2 separate regions of the Sus scrofa genome follow, and region 2 is linked to region 1. Evidence: chromatin contacts called from public Hi-C data. All regions are on one chromosome and are shown on one strand. Each heading gives the region's core, a stretch centred on a gene start, on an enhancer-like site or on the middle of the called end of the contact. The rest is flanking DNA. Distances are from core to core; before and after follow the strand shown. Region 1 holds the start of RNF130 (E3 ubiquitin-protein ligase RNF130). Region 2 holds the start of CANX (calnexin).

The links. Hi-C and Micro-C count contacts between places; a contact is called where the count stands out from the background.
Region 2: a Hi-C map of liver shows a contact between it and region 1, with 3 times the contacts expected there. The contact joins the promoter of CANX here to the promoter of RNF130 in region 1. A contact is called at or near these places in 1 of 5 promoter capture datasets (liver), 1 of 47 Hi-C or Micro-C datasets (liver) and 1 of 2 datasets of contacts at active chromatin or transcription factors (alveolar macrophages).

Annotation. Positions count from the first base shown.
Region 1 is chr2:78,513,033-78,518,416 of Sscrofa11.1, reverse strand. RNF130 (E3 ubiquitin-protein ligase RNF130) reads right to left here and starts at 2,324. Exons shown (of 9, transcript XM_021084320.1): 1 at 2,038-2,324. The coding sequence starts at 2,284.
Region 2 is chr2:78,913,053-78,918,617 of Sscrofa11.1, reverse strand. CANX (calnexin) reads left to right here and starts at 2,790. Exons shown (of 15, transcript NM_001243210.1): 1 at 2,790-2,972.

The DNA.
Region 1 (5,384 bases), core at 1,075-3,574:
CAGCACATGAGAAAACCTGAAGCAACCTCATGTTGTGCAGATACAAAATGAGCCCCTAGAGAACTGAGCAGAGGAAGAGGAGACACTCAAGGGAGACCGCAGACTCAGTCTCCACACACTGCCCCAAAGTGTTCACATTGATGCAGTGGCTAAAATCCCACCAATTTAGAGATTCACTTAGGTTAACAAGTCTCCTCTTTTAAGAATGCAGGAACCGTTTAAGCCTTTTGACAACCTTACAGAGTAAATATTTCATCATTCCATTTTGCAGATGAAACAGGCTAAAAAGTCGAATTACTTTTCTTCAAGACTCAGAACCTTTAATCCTTTAATGCCACCTCCCCACTGAAAAGGGAATAGGACTAACTTTTATCCACACGTCAGCGCACTTTAGTTCCCAATACCCTTCTATCCAAACATCGAAAACAAGTTTTCTTAAGGATGGAGCTTTGGTTTGGAGTGTCAGGAGAGCAACAAGTGGTTTCAGAACATGGAACACTTTGAAGGCAAGTACCTAAAACGAGGGTCATAAATTTGGGGTGCCTGGGGGAACTAAGCCCCAAAAACAAACCACAGATTTCAAAATACTGCACCGGGCTGGCTCTTGCTCCAGAACAGCTCGCCTCTCTCTCTTCCTCTTCCTCCCTTTCCACGTGATCCTCACAGATCTCCGCACCAGAAAATAGACTACCATTGTCAGTGCCATAATTTGGCAATGCTATGTGTCCCAACCACAGTGACTGGCACAGCAGAGGCAAGCAAATATTTACTGAATGAACCAAAGGCCAAAGTTGTTTCTGTGGGCAAGCTGGGACCCTAACTGCAGTATTTAACAAAGTGAAGAAATGCACCCTAAGCCCCTGATTATTGTTATAAAAATGAACTTTTAAAATGCGAATATAAACTGGGAACAGGCTAAGGGAAAGCCTCACCTGATCCTTTTCTTCTTCCTCAGCTAGACTGCCTCAAAGACAACAGCTTAGCACTTGAGCATTCAAATACAAATCTCAGAGGGGGCATGATGTTTTAACAGTTTAGAGTATAAAAACAAACACCATTACCTTATTTAGGGTGTCTAGTTTAGATCATCTTAACTTCAATAGCAGCTTAAAAAAAAAAAAAAAATCCCCTCTCAGCATTCTCAGGGTGAGAGTAGGGTGGAGAAGACAGCAGACATTTTCCACAAAGTTCACAGTGGGCTAAAAAACAAAATCATGCTCTACAGTGTGGGGAACGTCTCCTTTAAAACATGACCAGAAATTTATACAGATACATCTACTATACGAAATAATTAAACAGAGCCTGTGTTTATAGGTAGACATGAGTGTAAAGCAAATGGCTTCAAAGACAGCTCTTGAAAATTTTACCTATTTTTCCCCTTTGGTAGACTCCCGTGACCTGAAGACTTGGCTACAGGTTCCAGTTGGTATCGGATTCTTCACAACGTGAGATTTTTTTCAGGCGTCAAATTACAGTAAAGCTCCTGGGGCAGAATAAGAGCCAAAAGCAACAGGGAAGATGCCTATTTTCCTCCTCCACCCCTCCTTCCACTTGCCACTTAAGAAAAACAGCACGTTTTTACGTTAGAAAAGGGCCTGGTCCTTCGAGATTCAATGCGGTGTTTGATTTCGGGAACGAACCTACGGATTCTGAAATACAGGTTAAGACCTCATCCATCATGAACTAGTTTTGCGCTCTTCCACCGCCGCCTTTGTCTGAGCTGTCCCTGCAAACTCGCAGTTCAATGCCTTCCTGTAAACAAGCCACCTAAAACCAAAAGGAACGTTCTAAGTCTTTCTAAAAAGAAAAGAAGATCCCCAAAACGCGCCTGGGAGCCTAATCCCAGCACCGAGCAGGCCGGAGTGCACACGACTGGAACCTCGACCGGGGGGCAGCCGCGCCGAGCGGCGCGACGATCGAGGCCGGGGGTAGGGGCACCGCGCCCGCCGCCCCCGCTCCCAGGCTGCGGCTCCCGGGGGCGGGGGACCATCGCCGGCCGCTGCGCCACGGCTTCTCTCTCCCCTGCCAGGCACTCACCTCCATGGATGGGCAGCGGTGCCAGCACCTGACCGCGGACCTCGGCCTTAGGCGAGTCGAGCCCGTAGCGCCCGCGGTCGATGCGGAACGTGAGCGGGGAGCCGCGGCCGGGCTCCTGCACGGTCACATTGATGAGCGCCGTGTAGTATTCCTGGCTCGCGTTATCAGCCCGCGCCGGCCACAGGCTGCAGGTCAGCAGCGCGAGCGCGGCGAGCCGGGCCGGGCCCGCCCGCGCCGCACCGCTCATCGTCCCTCCCGCCGCCGCCGCTGCTCGCGGACCGGGCTCCCGGGCCGGCGCCGAGAGGCGGGGCGGGCGCGGCCGGCGCTGCGGCGGGAGCGCGCGCGCGCGGCCGGCGCAGGGCCGGGCACGAGCACGGCTCTCCTCGGTGCCGCGGCGCCGCTGCTCGCTGCCCTCACGTCCGCCACCCGCCCGCGGGAACGCGCCCATGGGCTCCTCAGCGAGGACGGCGGGTCAGGCCGCGCGCAGTCGTCTCCTCCGGGGTCCCTCCATTCCACAGGGCCGGTCCCGCTGAGTTGGGGCGCCACTCGGGGAAGCGACGGGAGTGGAAGACGCGCCTGAAAAAGGGTCTTCGTAGCACAAAGTCCTGTTCGCCCGGCTGCCGCCTCAGGCGCGCACTCGCCGCCGTCCCGCCCCCTGTCAGCCGAGTGGCAAGGCGCAGGCCTTGGGCGCAGGCCCGCCCCCTTGCGCATGCGTGCAAGCCCGTGTCCGCTCCCGCCCGCCCGCACGAGGGCCCTAACAGACCCGGCACCTAATAGCCCCACGACCAGCCATGTTCATGCGTCGGGCGAGATGCGCACAGAGTTTGGAACCAGGGGCCTTTTCCAAGGGCCTATGGAAAAGTATGAGACAAGAACACAAAAGAAAAAAAGCTAAAACTAAAAATTAATTTCTAAATTAAATATGGGATTCCACATTTCAACCAGTCAACTCAAAGTCTTATTTATCATCATTGGGCCCAGGGCGGGTTGGGGGGGGGGTTCTGTGCAAATAAGAGTATGGGGGTCTCTCTAGACCTGGATCTTTAAGAACATCTGAGGTACTTGCTCAGGCATCTGGAACCCTGGAATTCCCTTTCCAAACAGCCCTGGGTCACTTAGAGCCCCTGTGGTAGAGCTCTTCCCTAGTGGTGGTCTTCTTAATGTTCTCCTCCCACTTAGCATGCCCTGGCCTGCCCCTGCTTGAGAAGCTCATGCCCCTTACTCCCTTGTCCTTACAGGATGTGAGGTGCCCATGCCTGCTGGTATGAGAAATGGTTGCAGAGACCCACAGAACCAGTCTGTTAAGTCAGCTGGGTGCGAGGGGTGGGGGGAGCAGGTCCCTTTAAAGCTCTCTTGGCCTTTCTGAATTTGTCAAGGAGAAAGTTGGTTCTAAAATGGAGTAGTGGGGTTTTTTTGCCTTTAAAAAAAAAAAAATACATTCCCTTTCTTGTATTATCTTCCACCATGTTCTGTCCTAAGAAACTGGATATAGTTCCCAGTGCTATATAGTAGGACCTCATTGCTTATCCATTCTAAATGCGATAGTTTGCATCTATTAACTCCAAACTCCTAGTCCATCCTCCCACCTACCCCCATCTGCAAACACAAGTCTGTTCTCTAAGCACAGGACTTTATTTTATAATCTATGTGTGCCCTTTTATTGCTACACTGAACTGCCATTCCCTACCCCACAAGCAACCATTCTAATGTGCTTAAAAACATGCAGTGTTGGAGTTCCCGTCGTGGCGCAGTGGTTAACGAATCCGACTACGAACCATGAGGTTGCGGGTTCGGTCGCTGCCCTTGCTCAGTGGGCTGATGATCTGGCGTTGTCGTGAGCCCTGGTGTAGGTTGCAGACTAGGCTTGGATCTTGCATTGCTGTGGCTCTGGCATGGGCCGGTGGCTGCAGCTCTAATCAGACCCCTAGCTTGGGAACCTCCATATGCCACGGGAGTGGCCCAAAAAATGGCAAAAAGACGAAAAAAATGCAGTGTTGTTTATATGTACTTCTTAATTATGAAATAGTATTGGTTATAGCTATCATTGTTTTTTGTTCTTCACCCAGCACTATGTTGGGTTTGTTTTGTTGTTTTCTTCTATTTATATAATAAATTTTATTTTGAAATATATCTTACCTGTACTGAAATGCAAAAAACTTACATGTACAGCTCAACAGATGTCTAGTAAATGAAAATCCCTTTGTAACCACCATCTAGATCAAGATGGAGAACATTGCCAGCACCCCCAAAGCTTCCCTGGCCTTCTCAGTCATTACTACCCTACTAATCTGCTTCTGTTACCATAGATCAGTTTGCCTGTTTTGAAATTTATGGAAATAGAATCACACAACATGGATTCTTTGATGCCTAGTTTTTTTCCTAGCATTATGTTTGTGAAATTCTTTCCCTTTTTTTGCATTTATTGTAGTTGTTTGCTCTTTTTCTTGACTATATAGTATTCCACAAGTGATGTATCCATTTTCCTGTTGATAGGAATCTGTATTGACTTCTGTTTTGGGATTTTATGAACAGAGCTGTTACTAAAACTGTGTGTCTTTTGGTGTATATGAGTAGGCGTCTCTAAGAGTCTGGACTGTGGAATGGAATGGCTGCATCATAGGGTAGGCATGCACCTTTGGTGGATACTAGCACTGCCTTTTTTTTTTTTTTTTGTCTTTTTGCCATTTCTTGAGCTTCTCCTGCAGTATAGAGAGGTTCCCAGGCTAGGGGTCTAATCGGAGCTGTAGCTGCCAGCCTATGCCGGAGCCACAGCAACGCAGGATCCAAGCCTCGTCTGTGACCTACACCACAGCTCACAGCAATGCCGGATCGTTAACCCACTGAGCAAGGGCAGGGATCGAACCCGCAACCTCATGGTTCCTAGTCAGATTCGTTAACCACTGCGCCACGACGGGAACTCCACTAGCACTGTCTTTTTAAGCTGCCCTTCCCTCACCCCCATCCGAGCCTCTCTTTTCTGTTTCTCCCCTTGGGGGTTGTCCCTTGAAGGTCTTGGCCCAAGAGAGCTCCCCCTGCTGTTGCTGCTGATTATCACCCCATCCCTAAATTGTGGCCGTGGGTGAAATGATTGTAGAAACCCAGTCCAATTCCCATGGGACAGATCGTCCTGGAGAAGCTGCTCTCAGTGTGTTCCTTGTGGATCCTGAAGTCCTGGAGATGCTGCAGGTGAAGAGCCCTATAGAGACATCAAGACTCTATTAGACTACTAAAGTCTACAAGACTGTACTAGACACATTTCCGTATATGGCTGAGTATTTGTAAGTTCACATCAGATTTGCTGGCTCCTCTGGGTTACTTGGGCCAGCACATGGAAAGGGTATTTTAGG
Region 2 (5,565 bases), core at 1,541-4,040, 400 kb before region 1:
GTTTGGTAGTTTCTAGGATTTGTGTACCACAAACAATGCTGCAGTGCACATCATTGTGTGTGTGTGTGTGTGTGTGTGTGTGTGTGTGTGTACATATATGTATATTTTGGCCACTCCTGTGGCATGTGGAATTTCCCAGGCCAGGGATCAAACCCAAGCCACAGCAGTGACAATGCCAGATCCTTAAGCTACTGAGCCACTAGGCAACTTCTTGTGTATATTTTTAAACACAAGCACTTCACATGGCTATTCTACCTACCTACCTGCAAGAAAACCATCTTGCAGATTATACCATAAAATCGAAATACATTTAACCCAATCTCCCACATGTTCTACATCTAATAATTATAAAATGATTATAATTATAAAATATTCTAATACCTCAAGTACCCTTTTTTGCATTATCAAGAAAAGATTGCAAGTCTTTTTTTTTTCTTTTTCCTTTTACGATGTACCTGTGGTATATGGAAGTTTCTAGGGATGGGGTCAAATCAGAGCTGCAGCTGCCAGCTTACACCACAGCCACAGCAGCACCAGATCCAAGCAGCATCTGCAAACTACACGGCAGCTTGCAGCAACACCGGATCCTAAATCCGCTGAGCGAGGCCAGGGATTGCACCCGCATACTCACAGACACTATGTCGGGTTCTCACTCCCCTGGGCCACAGTGAACTCCAAGATATCAAGTTTTCTTCCTGGTGAAACCATGGTGAGTTTAGAAGAAAAAAAAAAAAAAAAAGGCAAATCCTTAAGAAAAAAAGTGGAGGAATTTTACAGACCCTGGGATTAAGTTCCTGAGTTTGCCCAAAAGATGTTTTGAAAGGCAAGAAAGAAGCTTACCTATGAAAAAGCTAATCATGTCATAGGGAATATAGGCAGATAGAACTGAGATTCAGATGACAAGGATAACAAGAAAAGTGGGCAAGTTTGGTGTACCTGAGGGACCCAAATGGGCATTCCTCATCAGGATCACAGATATCAATGGTGTGAGCCCAGAGATCTGAAAGGTGTTGCATGTTCTTTGTTTTCACCAAATCTTCAACTGCACCCTTGTTAAGCTCAAGGAAGCTTCAGTTAACACTTGAGGATTATGGAACCACATACTGCATGGAAGGTACCCACACCTGAAGTCAGAAGATGAGTGGATCTCCAAGCCAGAAGATAAATGAATCTCCAGTCGTGGTTATGGCAAATCAACAAGAAGGAAACTGCCCTGACAGATAACACTTGGACTGCTCCATCTCTTGGTAAATAAGCCATCATGCAGGATCTTACCTTTTTTTTTTTTTTTTCCTCTTTTCTTTCTTTCTCCCCCTCCCTCCCCCTTTTTTTTTGTTTTTGTTTTTTTTAGGCCCACATATGTGGCATATGGAAGTTCCCAGGCTAGGGGTTGAATCAGAGCTGCAGCTGCTGGCCTACACCACCGCCACAGCAACATGGGATTGCAGATGTGATAAATTCATTTGAGTAATAAGAAAAATGAAAAAAACAAAAACAACAACAACAAAAAAACCCATGGGATTGCAGCCACATTTGTGACCTACGCCTAAGCTTAGGATGGATCCTTAACCCACTGAGCAAGGCCAGGGATTGAATCCGCATCCTCACAGACACTATGTTAGGTTCTTAATTCACTAAGCCACAATAGTAACTCCTGGAGGATCTTATTCATGAAATCCGTACTGTTGGAAAATGCTTCAAAGAAGCAAACAACATCCTGTGGCCCTTCAAACTATCTTCTCCTGAAGGGCCCAGATAAATAGATCTAACAGGCTTATTAAATGGATGAACTGAGTTGTCTATGTGATTATTTTTGTAATCTGGGTCAGTAAATAAAGTGACTTCAAATTGTGAAAAAAACAAACACAAAATTCATTCTTCAGAGATTTGGCCTCAGCTTCCTTTTAAGAACATTGTGCTTTAACGGAAAAAAAATCTCTAACAAGATCCTTAGTAGGATCTACAGTCCTGCTCTGTCTCAGGCCCAGAAAACTGAAGATGTGCTAAAAGTTAGTTACAAAATCTGTGGTGTGTTTGAAAATTTTCCATTGCACCATCTTTTTCTCACTCACTGCTGTTAAGTGTGATTGTGCCCTTTTTGTCTTATCTTGCTTTTGGAAACATCACAAATTGAAAGTTGAAGTAACGCTGGATTATAGTATTCTGGGCTATATTTTGACGTTGGGTGATAAGGCGGCCTCAGACTGCTGGGCCCAGAGCAATGACTCTGCAGGAACGGTGGCGCCTGGTGTACAGCGACTCCAGGACAGGCCAAGGGAGCCGTGACTGATTCCATCATATCTGCGCACTCGCTGCACTGGAAACCAGGTCCTTCCCGATGGCTCAATGGACCTCCCACCCATCCTGCCAGCTTCCATTTGCTCTCTCATCGAAGGGAATGAGATGCCAGACCCCGAGGCCCGGGTCCAGGCACCTGAACGGTCGAAACCATAGAAATTAGGATGCAGTGCCGGGCAGCGCGCCCACTAAGGCACCAGAACAACCAGCGCGGGAACGCCTGCCTGGCCAGTCCCGCCCCACGACGCGCGCGCGCGCGCGCGCGCCCCCGCCGATCCCGATGCCGCCGTACACCGCCTCCTTCCATACTGCCCAACCAACAGCCACTTCCTGCCTCACTCCTAACCAATCCCCACACTCCACGAAGAATAGCCCTAGGGGGCGTATGGGAAGGTGCATAGAGCGATGGCCACAATAACCAATTGAATTCAGGATCTTGCGCGAGAGGGCGGGACTTGGCGCTGGTGGTAGCTACTGAGGAGACAGGGGCGGACGCAGGGCCGGGCTTCGTGCGGTGGGGCTCGCTCGCGCGGCGGCTGCAGGAGTCGAGGCCTCTTGGTTCTGCGGCACGTGACGGTCAGGCTCCCTCAGCCGCTGTCTCCACTGCAGCGTGGGGCCAGGTGTGCGGGCGGGAGGAGGCGCGGGCACCACCGGCGGTCCTCCTGAGGCTTGAGGTGAGACAGGGGCCTGCCCGTGTCTTCGGGCCTGTGAGGACCCTCGGGGGCCTGGGTGCGCGGCCTGGCGGCGGAGGTCTCGAGAAGCCGGGCGTGGCCGGGGCTGAGGGGTCCGGCTGAGTTTCGATGGCTCAGGCCCTGGTGGACCCGCCAGACGGGATGGGTTAGGCCTGAACCTGGGCCGCTTGAGTTGCGGAGCCAGGCCCAGGCCGCGCCGCCGGGGTTGGGAGGCGTGGCAGGTGTCCTAGAGCCTTTCTTGACCTCTGGGAAAGCTAACTTCTCTTCATGGTTCTGCTTCTAGGGCTTTCTTATACCTATTGCTGACTGCCTGGGAAGCTGTGAGGTGGGGTAGAGTAACCGGGTAAAGGTCTGGAATAGGATCGGGCCTTGTTGGTACTCTTAGTAGTGGGGAAAGGTGATAATAGGACAGAGAGAGGATATTTAGAATTAGCATTACAGATCTAAAATTTGAAAATTAAAACCGCAAAGTGAAGACTGGACTGTAGCAGCCTGAAGAGTATGGAGAATGTGCTAGAACACGCACTGGTTAAAAAACTTAAGTCCTAACATTTACATCTATTTGGAGATTGGGGGAGTAAGTAATCTCGTCGTAAATTCAGTGGGCTTTTAAAAGCAGGAAAGCACCCAAAAGCTCTCCGTGGGCAGGTCGTTTTATAGTGAAGGAAACTGAGGCCCAGAGCTCAGAAATGATCGGCCCAAGGTCATGCGATTAGTTTTATGATCACGTTGGAATTACAGTTGAAAGCTAGGCAGTTTGTGTGTAGTGGTTAAGACTAAGGCCCTTGTTCAGGTCCTTCATCAGCCATTTGTTGCTATGTGAACCTGGGCAGTTCACTTCGTTTCAGATAATGGATGTAATACCTGATAGAGTTGTTGTTACCATTAAGACGTGTGTAAGAAAGAGCAGGAAAGTTAGATGTACATTTTTAACTGCTTGATAAATGACTGCAGTAAATTATTATGGTGAATGCTGTTGATCCACTACACTAACATCCTAATTAGCTAAGTCCTATTTTCCAGGACCTGAAGTCACATTTATGGAAATAGGAGGAAGAAACTGGACCTAGTGGTTTGACTGCTGATTGAGGGAAGTTAAACTGAGCTGGATATTAATTAAAAGCTTGGGAGGAGAAAGGTGAACCACAGTTAGGTCTCTTTACCTCTAATTTAAGAAATAGAACCTTTTACTTAATTTCTTAATGGGTAGAATGGTGTGGGGAGGTTTTCGTTCTGTTTTGTTTTGTTTTAAGAGGGGAACCCCGTTGATCTTCAAGACTGTTGTGTACCTCACTCTTTTTTCAGTACTGTTGAAGGGTCACTGCTGAGTTGTATATTTGCTGTAGTTAGAGCAGAGGTAAAGCACTGTGTGGGAGTCCTCCTGTGCACCAGTCTGTGTGCACAAGCAAACAAGCCAGGAAACTGGATCATGAGGTGGCTACAGTGAGCTGTGTATTGGAGTAAATGTGTTGCACCGCAGATTTTCTGACCTATCCGATAATGGGTGTCAGCATCCCTTCCTACTTGACTATCTCTCCTTAACAGTTTCAGCTAACACATTATCTTCCAAAGAGTAAACGTTTTGACAGAAGTTGTTGCTGCAGTTTTGGCAATCCTGCTATTGCATCCTTTCAGTTACAGAGTTCACTTTGCCCTGAGAGATAGCTTAAGGGAACGAAGCGACAGTTGGTAAGCATAAATGCAGACTCAAGAGACTTGAATTCCAGGCCCAGCATGGTAACTAGCTTATGAGCTAAGTTGGTTTCTATGTCTTTAAAATTGGAGTGAGGAATCCTCTGACTACCTACCTTACCATTAGGGGGCTTTTTAGGAGGGACAAGTAAGATGGTGAACATGAAACTACTTTGTTTTTTTTTTGTTTGTTTTGTTTTTTGTCTTTTTGCTATTTCTTTGGGCCACTCCCTCGGCATATGGAGGTTCCCAGGCTAGGGGTCTAATCAGAGCTGTAGCCACTGGCCTACGCCAGAGCCACAGCAATGCGGGGCAACGCGGGATCTGAGCCGCGTCTGCAACCTACACCACAGCTCACGGCAACGCCGGATCGTTAACCCACTGAGCAAGGCCAGGGACCGAACCCGCAACCTCATGGTTCCTAGTCGGATTCATTAACCACTGCGCCACGACGGGAACTCCCATGAAACTACTTTGAATGGAATAATGAACTGAACTGTGCAAAGAAGAGCTGGCAGCTCATAACAACTCCTAGAAAATAATAAAAGTGCCTGAACATAGTTATAACCTGTAGACTTACTGTAGAATTGCAGGAAGGTACAGGTTGAATATTTTGTTGCCTAAAACAGATGTACATTTAAATTAATCTTAGCTATGAGCTGTGAAAATTATTTGGAGAATTATGCTTTTTAGAGGATTTAGAATCTTCAGCAGCGTTTGAGTAGCCACCTCTTAAACCTTCTTACTTTATAGGAAAAAACCGCTATGGAAAAATAGATTTTAATGTTCCTGTCAGTGAAAAGCAAACTTCAAAACAGTAAACTAGGAAACTAGGCAGTATATATCTATTTTCAAGTAGATGGGCATTTACAATAAAGACCAC